3 separate regions of the Mus musculus genome follow, and all the other regions are linked to region 3. The links are chromatin contacts, called in public HiChIP or PLAC-seq maps. All regions are on one chromosome and are shown on one strand. The core of a region is the stretch at or near the end of the contact, and the rest is flanking DNA. Distances in the headings are between cores, read along the strand shown.

What was found. HiChIP or PLAC-seq counts read pairs in DNA pulled down with a chosen protein or histone mark.
Region 1: a contact with region 3 is called in a FOXA1 HiChIP or PLAC-seq map of pancreatic cancer cells. The contact joins the promoter of Krt20 here to the promoter of Tns4 in region 3. A contact is called at or near these places in 1 of 484 Hi-C or Micro-C datasets (neural progenitor cells) and 1 of 115 datasets of contacts at active chromatin or transcription factors (pancreatic cancer cells).
Region 2: a FOXA1 HiChIP or PLAC-seq map of pancreatic cancer cells shows a contact between it and region 3. The contact joins the promoter of Krt23 here to the promoter of Tns4 in region 3. A contact is called at or near these places in 2 of 115 datasets of contacts at active chromatin or transcription factors (extraembryonic endoderm stem cells and pancreatic cancer cells).

The regions. Positions count from the first base shown.
Region 1 is chr11:99,436,167-99,439,461 of GRCm38.p6, reverse strand. It overlaps Krt20 (keratin 20), which reads left to right and starts at 1,309. Exons shown (of 8, transcript NM_023256.2): 1 at 1,309-1,775. The coding sequence starts at 1,365.
Region 2 is chr11:99,491,528-99,494,943 of GRCm38.p6, reverse strand. Krt23 (keratin 23) reads left to right here and starts at 1,824. Exons shown (of 8, transcript NM_033373.2): 1 at 1,824-2,275. The coding sequence starts at 1,880.
Region 3 is chr11:99,087,777-99,090,978 of GRCm38.p6, reverse strand. It overlaps Tns4 (tensin 4), which reads left to right and starts at 1,673. Exons shown (of 13, transcript NM_172564.3): 1 at 1,673-1,740.

The DNA of each region.
Region 1 (3,295 bases), core at 60-2,559, 350 kb before region 3:
CAGCTCCTACAGCCAGCGTTAGGAAGATAGAAGCAAAAAGAATCCCCTGGTGGTGTCTAGCTGGCCTCAGACAGAGGAAGCAGTATGCAATATATGCAATATGCCAGTTATTAAAAGCAGGAGTTTCGCAGTAATTTAATGTTGCTGTTTCTTTTTTAAGAAGCACTAGATTTAAAAATATTTGCAAGATTCTTATAACAAGTTTGTTTTTGTTTTTGTTTTTTTTTTTAAATAAGGTCCCCTTGCTAACCTAGATGTTCCTGGCAGTTGCAGGCTGCTGGGAGCCAGGCAGAGGATCTATGACCTCTGACAGGCTGCTCACACACCCAGTCCAAGGCCGCACACCCACAAGCATACAGGCAGCACTAATTAGATCCAGTTGGTTATTTTTAAAAAGAAAAAGATAAAAAGAGGTATGAAGTTTGGGTGGGGTTGTGTTAGGCGCTTCGGAGGCAGCTGGAGAGGCGAGTGGGAGAGGAGTTTATCAAGATACGCTACATGTGCATGGATGAAATTATCCAAAAATGCTATTTAAAATATCTTTTTTTAAAAAACTCCAAAATCAACTGACCCACCGCCCACCGATAATCATTTACATATTCACCTACTGACCGTATTCAATTCTTAAACGGGGGTGGGGGGAGCTGCACTTTGAGACAGTGTCTTGTTACACAACACTGGGCTAGACTGGAACACCTTACTTCAACCAGGCTGGCCTCAAACTAGTCCTGATCCCCCCCACCTCTGACTCCCGGGTGCTAGAATCTCAGGTGCACACCCACACACCCAGCTTCACTCAAGACATTTCAATAGACTGTAAATATAAATTCTAAACAAGGATAAACTTAAAAGTAAAAAAAAAATTTAAAGAAGCATAAAACATTTTTTAAAAGAAAATCATTTGAACAAGCCATTGTCTTTTCTCACCAGTGTGACTTATATTATGTTCCCACAGCTGTCTTGTTCGATGCCTGAATTATTCATATAGATTGTAAATATTCTTTATTTGTATACAGGATGAAAAAAAAAAAACCTGCCAGGGCAGGTGCAAGACCTGAAAGGACACCCCTTCCTCGTCCTTTTTGTTATCTCTGTTTATTAAAAAGAAACCTCCACTCCCACCACCCCCACAGGAAAGCCTTTAAAAAGTGCCTCTGGTAGAAATTTCTGGAATGGAATGAAACGTATTGCCGTACAAAAGAGGGGGAAGGGGAGACAGGAAGGTGGACTGTGTCATTCCTGAGGTGACACGGCAGCAGAGGAGGAGTCTCTTGAACTCTATAAAAGGTCATCTCCACAGCAGCCCGAGACAGACAGGCTGTGCTCCAAGTCCAGGCTACAGGCGTTGCCTCCCTACATCCCAGATGGATTTCAGTCGTCAAAGTTTTCACCGAAGTCTGAGTTCCTCCTCACAAGGCCCAGCACTCAGCATGAGTGGCTCGCTGTATAGGAAGGGGACTGTGCAGCGTCTGGGGGCTGCACCCAGCGTCTATGGTGGGGCTGGAGGCCATGGCACTCGCATCTCTGTCTCCAAAGCCGTAATGAGCTACGGGGGTGATCTCTCCAACGGATCGGACCTGTTTGGGGGCAATGGGAAACTGGCAATGCAGAACCTGAACGACAGATTGGCAAACTACCTAGAAAAAGTGCGCTCCCTGGAGCAATCCAATTCCAGACTTGAAGCCCAGATCAAGCAGTGGTACGAAACCAACGCGCCGAGCACCATCCGAGACTATAGCTCCTACTACGCACAGATTAAAGAGCTGCAAAATCAGGTGAGCCATGAAGCCTGTAATTTCTACCTCACTGTTTAGTTGCCTAATGGATTGAGAGATGTATGCTAGGTGAATTCGAACACATGAAGCAGATTAGGTTGAAATGTATAATTGAAAAAAAAATGTATTTTATCATGTGGTATCTGTAAACAGGATGAGTCTAACTCACATTTTTTCTAAAACTTCAACTAATTATATATAAAATATGATCATTTTATCATCCAAAATTGCAGTTCAAATCTTTGTTATGGCTTACAATATAAGGTCTTCATTGTGGATAATCTTATTTTTCAAAGACCTCCAATGGTTTCTATATGTGAGTTTGCCAGTAGTCTTTACTAACTTTGAAGACTCAAGTTGATTTAAAGAGATTTTTCATCTTTCATTATATGAATGTTATAACAAATATATTAACCTACTATGGGTATAAATAACAAAAGGGTTCAGGGTGGATACAGATTACAGATATTAATGATATGTATACTGATTGATAAATAGTTGTGTGATAGGGGATGGATGGATGGATGGATGGATGGATGGATGGATGGATGAACTGCTCTTTGATACAAGATCTGTGTATCCCAGGCTAGTCTGGACCTCACCATCCTCCTGCCTCCACTGCCTCAGCACTGGGGTTAAAGAACTGTGCCACCATACACGGTTCTGATACCTGGATTTTTTAGTGTCTTATTTAATTATCTCCTCACTATCACCAAGCATTTTATAATGCACCTCTGTGATAATAAAATGTTCTATTGCCCCCAATTTAAGTTTATTACAGTCATATCACAATCTGTTCCTGTGTCATCCATGGTAGGTGGGGTTCCCCTTTCTATAAAGCCAATGGAATAAAAGTGGGAGACTTCGCTCCTGACTGAGGACCTCAAGCATCGGCACACACCATTTGCCCAGCCCCGGGGTTCTTATCTCATCAGGAAAAGCCTCCCCTTGGGTTTTGTTTAAATCTCGAAATGATTGCAAAGGCCTTTAGAGCAAAGACCTTTGTCTTAACCACAGGCCTCTTGTCTTGAGTTCTGTTTGAATTACAGGCATCAATGCAGCTTAATTCAGACTTCATAGCCCATGAAGCTGTGTGGTGCTTACATTGCCCTTCTCATCAACAGGACGGTCCTTCAGGCTTCTCGATACAACACAAAATTCAAATTAAGCACTTCTCTCATGGTTGACGCTTTTGAATTGACTTGGGGATTACCCATAGTACTTAGGCACAGCCATTAGTGACCAGTGGTTAGGGACCTCTCTCCAGGAATAGCCGCTGAAAGGGATATGTCTAAAATCTTCTAGAAGTAGACTTCTAATCTACTTCTTAATACGGTGTTTGCCTTGAAACATGAGAACCTGACTTCAGTCCCCAGGTTACAAAGCAAAGCTGTAGAATGACTGTGTGTGCTTGTACTCCCAGCATTGGGAAAACAAGCAGATTCCTGGGACTTGCTGGTCAGCCAGCCTGGCCAACTTGGTGAGTTCCAAGACAATGAGAGACCCTGCCATACACACAC
Region 2 (3,416 bases), core at 575-3,074, 400 kb before region 3:
AGATGAGGTCATGCCCTGCTGGCAGGGCACCAAATTCATTCCAGAGAATTCAGAAAATGATTATTGAAGGAAACAACCTTCAAACCTATCTTTGCAAGGAAGAGACAAAGTCTTGTACTCAACTACACTGCACATGCAAATAGCCTCGAATCACTCACCTCTGCGAACCCCTGGTCCTTTATCAGCAAAGTGTATTATAACTGGGCAGTGTTTGCCTACCCCTGGTTATAGGCTCCATTCTCAGTAGCCCCCTACACACACACACACACACACACACACACACACACACACAACCCAATAGTTGTTATAAGGATTAAACAATGTCTAGGAGGCAGAGAAGGTCCATTACCATTATGGAAGAAGTACCATTATGGTCCTGTACAGGACCTCTTTGTGACTGATAGCAGTGCTATGTGGCTTCCCTAACTCAGTTCATCCTCCCCATATCCCATACAGGCCTCATTTTCCCTGATCTGTGCAGTTGGTGGCATTGAAGAGTGACACCAAAGTCTCTTCTGATAACTGACATTTTATTTTTTGTTTCGTATGTATGTGTGCCTCATGTTTGTGAGCATGGGGGTGGGAGAGGATGAGCACACCAGAAAGCAGCAAAGGTCACTGGGTGTCCTCCTCTGTCACCTTCTACCTTATTCCACTGAGACAGAGTCTCTCCTTAAACCAGGAGTTACACTGGTGGGCTCCAAGCCCCAGAGACCCTCCTGTCTCTGCACTCACACCAACAACGGAAAGGTGTAATAGCAACACCACACATAGACTCTGGGGATACACATAGACTGTGTGCATGGCTGGCCCAGCAAGGACCCTGACCCTCTGAACTATCTCCATAGACCCTGACAGCTTATTTCTACGTCATCTTTAAATGGAGTCACCAGTAACCAGCACAGAGCCCTTGCCCCAAACTACATCATTATTCACTCTCAACCTCTGCCTTGGCAGAAAGTTAAGATGCATCACACATGTCAGACCACCACGACGGGCTTCCTGTTTTCATAGCCCCTGCTGTAGATCGCATACAGGTCAATGGTCCGGGGACTCAACCAAAAAAAACAGAGACTGCCCAGGGCTACTGGTCAAATAGCAAAGCCATCTTTTCCTCCCTGGAGCCCAGGGACATCCCAGGCACAGGCTGGCTTGTTTGGTTTTGAGGTGTGCTGGGATCAAAGGCATCCTGGAAGCGGAAGGCCAGTCATTCATTAATTAATTACGACTGTAATTGAGGGTTTGTTCTGAAGAGTGATTCCTTTGAAATTACTTTCCATCAAACGGCAGCAGACACAAAGGAATCAGATATTCAGAGCCCTCTCTGTTTCCTTCCGCACGGGAGCAGATTTCCTCCAGGACTTGAGATTCTGGTTTGTTCTGGTTCTAACCTTGTAAGTCTTTCTTATCCTGGTGTAAGAGGGTTTATCTGGAGCACTGTGTGTGTGAGAGAGATTAATGGTTGGTTTTTTTTAAAAGAAAAGCTATACCACACCAGTCTTACTGTGGACTTTAATCTGACCTTTTTTGGGCGAATGTACATTGGAAATTTTCCACTGCGAGATTAGAAAGACATCTGAGATCTGCTACCCACCTGGTGGCCTGGGCCACGCCTCCGGGTTACCACTGGGAGGGAGGTGGTAACTGGCATATTCACGTGGTTCTAAACAACAACAGCAGAGTGTGTTGGCCCAGGGGCACCTCCGGATTGACCAAGAGGAAACACACATTGCACAATGATAGGATCTTGTCGGTACAGTTGTCAGAGAAGGAAACTCCCACAGCAAAGGGCATAAAACCATCTCAAGCAGTCTGAGGCAGTTCAGTCCTGTGAGCGTCAGAGAGCTGAGATAGCCCTGCTCCATACACAGATGGGACCATGAACTCCAGCCACAGCTTTAACCAGACCTACTCGGCCTCTGTCCACAGCCTCGGAAGCACCCGGGGGCGGCAGGGGAGCTGCCATCGGGCACCGAGTGTCCATGGAGGCGCAGGGGGTGTCCGCATCTCCCTTTCCTTCACCACGCCAGGCTGCCTGCCTCCTGGAGGATCATGGGGGTCTGGAAGAAGCAGTCCCCTGCTAGGTGGCAATGGCAAGGCCACCATGCAGAATCTCAACGATCGCCTGGCCACATATCTGGAGAAGGTGCGGGCTCTAGAGGAGGCTAACTCGAAGCTGGAAACCCGTATACTAAGGTGGCATCAGGAGAGAGAACCCAGCCACAGAAAGGATTATTCCCAGTATGAGGAAAACATCAGCCGCCTGCAGGAGCAGGTAAGACACTGAGAGAGACCCTGTAGCTATGGTACTGCCATACCCAGAGAGGATAGAGGGAGGGGGAACCAGACTGTGTGCATGGCAGTTCCCAGGGCAAACAGCAAAAAGAACTCAGCTCAAGTACTGCTCACCCAAATCTTACTGCTATAGCTTAAGTATGGATGGATTCGGGGAAATCTGTTTATAAAAATAATTTCCTCTCTGCAAATGATGTAGAAACCAGACAGCAAACATTTCAGATTTACTATACACTATCTTTTAAACAGCAAAACTGCCTGGTTTTCTACACACTTTAAAACATGGGGGGGTGGGGCGGGGGGTGAACCAAATATGTGAGCCTTAGGAGTGTCAGACAGCCTGTCACCGTGCAAGTATCACGTAAGATCCAACGACATCACAGAAATGATAAGGCTGCTATGCAGGGTGCACCCTCGGTACACAAGGCCCAGGAGAGAATTTGCTTCCAAATCAGATCAGTTCTGCTCCACCTCAGAGGCCTGACGACAGTGTGACTCTCTATCAACAAAAGGCTGAGTTACGCTACTGTGTAGGTCATGCGGAAAAAGCTGTCTCTCCAGCAGCAGATAGATCGTGGACATCCCTGGATATTTTTCTAGGAACTGCTAAAAGATAAAGTGGGTCACACTTCTGATAAAGGCATATTGCTGGGGGTGGGGGGGTGAGAATAGTAAAATTGGGCATTTAAAAACTGGAGAGATGGGCTTCCCAAAGAATACCATGCTTCCCAGTCAAACACCTAAGATGCTCAGCTTCTACTTTCTGGGATGCCTGGATACAAGCAGAGGGGTGACAGTCATCTCACAGTTGTGTTCTTAAAGCTATAACCCTTCCCTTTGTATGAAGGAGCATGATTTAACCCCCGCACCCCCGGAAAGGCCATTGCAGGCTTCCAATATTAATACCATATTATTTCACAATGCTCAGCCATCTTTGCTTGAATGTAGGAAGGACCAATCAAGATAACATAAATCTGTCCTTGTAATGACCCCTAATTATTGAATAATCGGCCTAATAACCAAGTGCGTAATTGCCTTAACTACAGAGTGCGCGGTCGTCTCTGTGAAGAAAACAAGGTGACTCAACATCCTCACGCTGTTTTTTCGTTTCATGAAGTTGC
Region 3 (3,202 bases), core at 424-2,923:
TTATCTCCCAAAGCAGGAGCAATGGGACGACGGTTCACTGCAGAACGAGGGGTAAAATGGCTCGGGATGAAAGCACACCAGTTCCCTGCACTGACTTTCAGAAAACAGGCATAAGAAGGTCCCTTCATGACTGTCCATGAGGCTGGCGTTACCCTAATGCCCAAGCCAAAAGTATAACAAGGATAAGACAGTTGCACACCGATAACCCTCATGAGCACAGGAGCCAACTTCTTCCCCAAAATATTATCAAATCCAAAAAAGATGAAGCAGTCTAAGGAGATCTACCCCAGGCATGCCGATGCAAGATGGGAACCCATCACGGCGTCAGACTGAGGAAGACAGTCCTACCAAACATAGACAGGTATGTCATCCTGTTGGCAATACTGGCTGCGTCCAAAAGTGGGAGTGGAGAGAAGAGATGGGCCGCTGAAACTGAAATCAGTGTTCTGGGCTAGTTAAGCTGGAGGAAGTGGCTAAGTGTGAACCAAAAATGGTTAACTGCAGAGAGAGAAAATTTTTTTAAAAAAATCAAATCTAGGGCTTCCTACACGCTGGGCAAGCAACAACGGAGCTCCAATGGCAGAGCCATTTCTCCTCCATGTAGCCCACCCTTCCACCCAAGAAACTCAGCAGTCTTCCCTCCTACTCGCCCATAAAGCTAAAGCCTACAGACCATGTCCACCTTAGCTTGCCGCAGCTAGCCAGTTTCTTCCTTCAAGGATACATTAGGTATTCGTCAAGTCTGGCATCTGCTGCATCATATGAATACCGGAGGACGCCTTTCAATGTTACCTGTACCGCTTGACCCTAGCTTCCTCCTGTGGCAGGCGCACTGTCGCATCATGGGTCTTCAGAAACAATCCAGAAAGTAGACTGCAGAGCCCAACGGAGATGCTGAGCCACCCACTCTCAAGATCAGGCTGAAAACACTTTCCTCCAACCTGCTCAGATGGGGGTCTGAGTGTCCCTCACCCTGGCTGGACATTCCCTAACAGCATCCTAAGGAACCCCTGGCAGGGAGGAAGTCGTAGACATGGAAATAGGAGAGGATGCTTAGCAGAGCTTCCTAGGAGGGTGAATCATTGAGAAGCAGGATATCAAGCCCTAGGCAGAGCCCTCCAGGGCCTTCCACTTCTTCCCTTAGGCCAGAAGCCTTGTTCCCAGGCTGGAGGTGGCCTTACAACAGGACAGAAGGAAGAAAAGACCATGAGTGAGCCTCACAGAGGCATCCAGAGCCATAGCATAGGTCTGGGGAAGGGTTTCCTACCCACTAGCGTCCTTTACCAAGACCCAAGCTCTCCCTTCTCACTGTCTCTGCCAACCTACTGTTTCCTCCTTCCTACATAAGGTGAGAGGGAGGCCAGCGGCAGCACAACTCTGTCTAGGCATCACGGTACACGGGAGGGCCAAGTTAGGAGCTTGGGGCCCCTACACACACACACACACACACACACACACACACACACTCACTTACTCATCCCTAACCGGTGCTTGCATCCCCCACCCCTAACACACACCTCTCCCAGCCTGTTCCTGCCCCACCTGAGCAGTTAGGACACCTCTGGGGCGGGGCCAGCGACTGTCAAGGCCACGTGTAGGGCCATAGGGGAGAAGCGGGGCGGGCAGAAGGCGGGCTATTTTTAAGGCGAGTAAGGTTTGCTGGCTCCTCCTCTTGCAGTTTACCTGGCCTCAGCACAGTTCAATCCTGAGAGTCTTGAGTGGAACAGCGGCCACGAGCAGGTAGGTGTTTTACTCACTGGGTGAGGTTGGGGGAACCTAGTTCTGTCTGAGCTTAAACTAGAGCTAAGTCTGCATCCCGGGTGCACAGCTAATAGAATCCAAGGCCACGAAAGAAAAAGCTGGCCTTGGGATCTTGGACATCAGATTAGAGCCTGGATAGACCCAGGTCTCCTAACTCCTAAACAGAGCACTAAGCCAGTCTAGGAGGCTGTCCTCTGCCTGCTGCCCTAAGTGAAGCCACATGGCTTCTAGGGAGGCAAGGGACAATGAGGAAGGAGTAGGCTCAAATGATGGGTATCCTGGGCTTGTGTGGTGGGGGGAGACTGGGACTCCATCCTCTGCCTTCTCTACCTGGGCTCCTATGAGGTAAACCAGGATGACCATGAGGGCTTTCCAGCTGCCCCAGGAGTTCCCTGCCCCCCAGAGTTTTGAGGAGGGAAAGTGAAAGGAACAAGAGTTAGATTCTGAAGACGAGAAGGTAGGAGGGAGCTGTAAATAGGGCAGAGATAACTGGAATCCTTCCTAAGACACACACACACATACAATCTGAGCCCAGGCACTCCTCTCTAAGACGTAGAGCAGGGCTGGGAGGCCCTGGAGTGTATAGCCACATCTCAGAGGAGCAGACAGAGTCTGAGCCTGAGCCCAGGGGTGACTTGGGAAGGTCAAATGAGAAGGTGCAGAAGGGTTTCCTGTTCTCAGCATCTCTCCCTGAAGTTCAGTATCTGCTGGGTCCAGACAGAGAATAGAGGGTGATCCTGTGGGACATTTAGAGACAAGAGTACCTCCCACGAGATTCAGGACATACACTTGTAGCCTGGGCAAGACCCTCAGCCCTGTCAGCACTCCCCCATCAGAACTGTTGGGAAAAAGAGTGAGGGTCTGTTAATTATCAAGTCACCATCAGACAGATAAAACCTCTGAGATCTGCTCAGAGAAGGACGTATCCTTATGCACAAAGGCAGCGGCTGGGCCACCTTGAGTCCTGGTCGTGGGGAATGCTCAGCTTCAAGTACACCCTGCTCGGAGTCTCCCAGCTTCCTCTTTAGGCCTGGCAGTGAATCCTGCCAGCTGTGCCTGGCTCCTTGGACTCTTGGAGACTTTGTGGGAAAAGCTGTGTCTTGGGCTCTGTGTCCTCGGCTGCCCCCAAGGAAGGCGCTCAGAGGCCAGCACCATTCCACTGCCATTTGTAGATTTGATTCACCACATGACTTCTCCACACCAGCATGAGCGCCCCCTCCTCTTGTTCCCCACCACTACCCAACCCCCCCCCCCTGCTTCCAGGACCCAGCCAAGAAGTCTGATAACAAAGCCATAGGCACCTGGGGCGGGGCAGGGGGGGTTCCAGACACGCCTGGCTTTTTGTCATTAGGCATACCATGGCCCTATCTCTGTGTCCCCTCTGCCTTTAAACTCTGTGTAGCTGAAGGAGTTAAGATTACAAACGGTCCAAGGCCTAGAT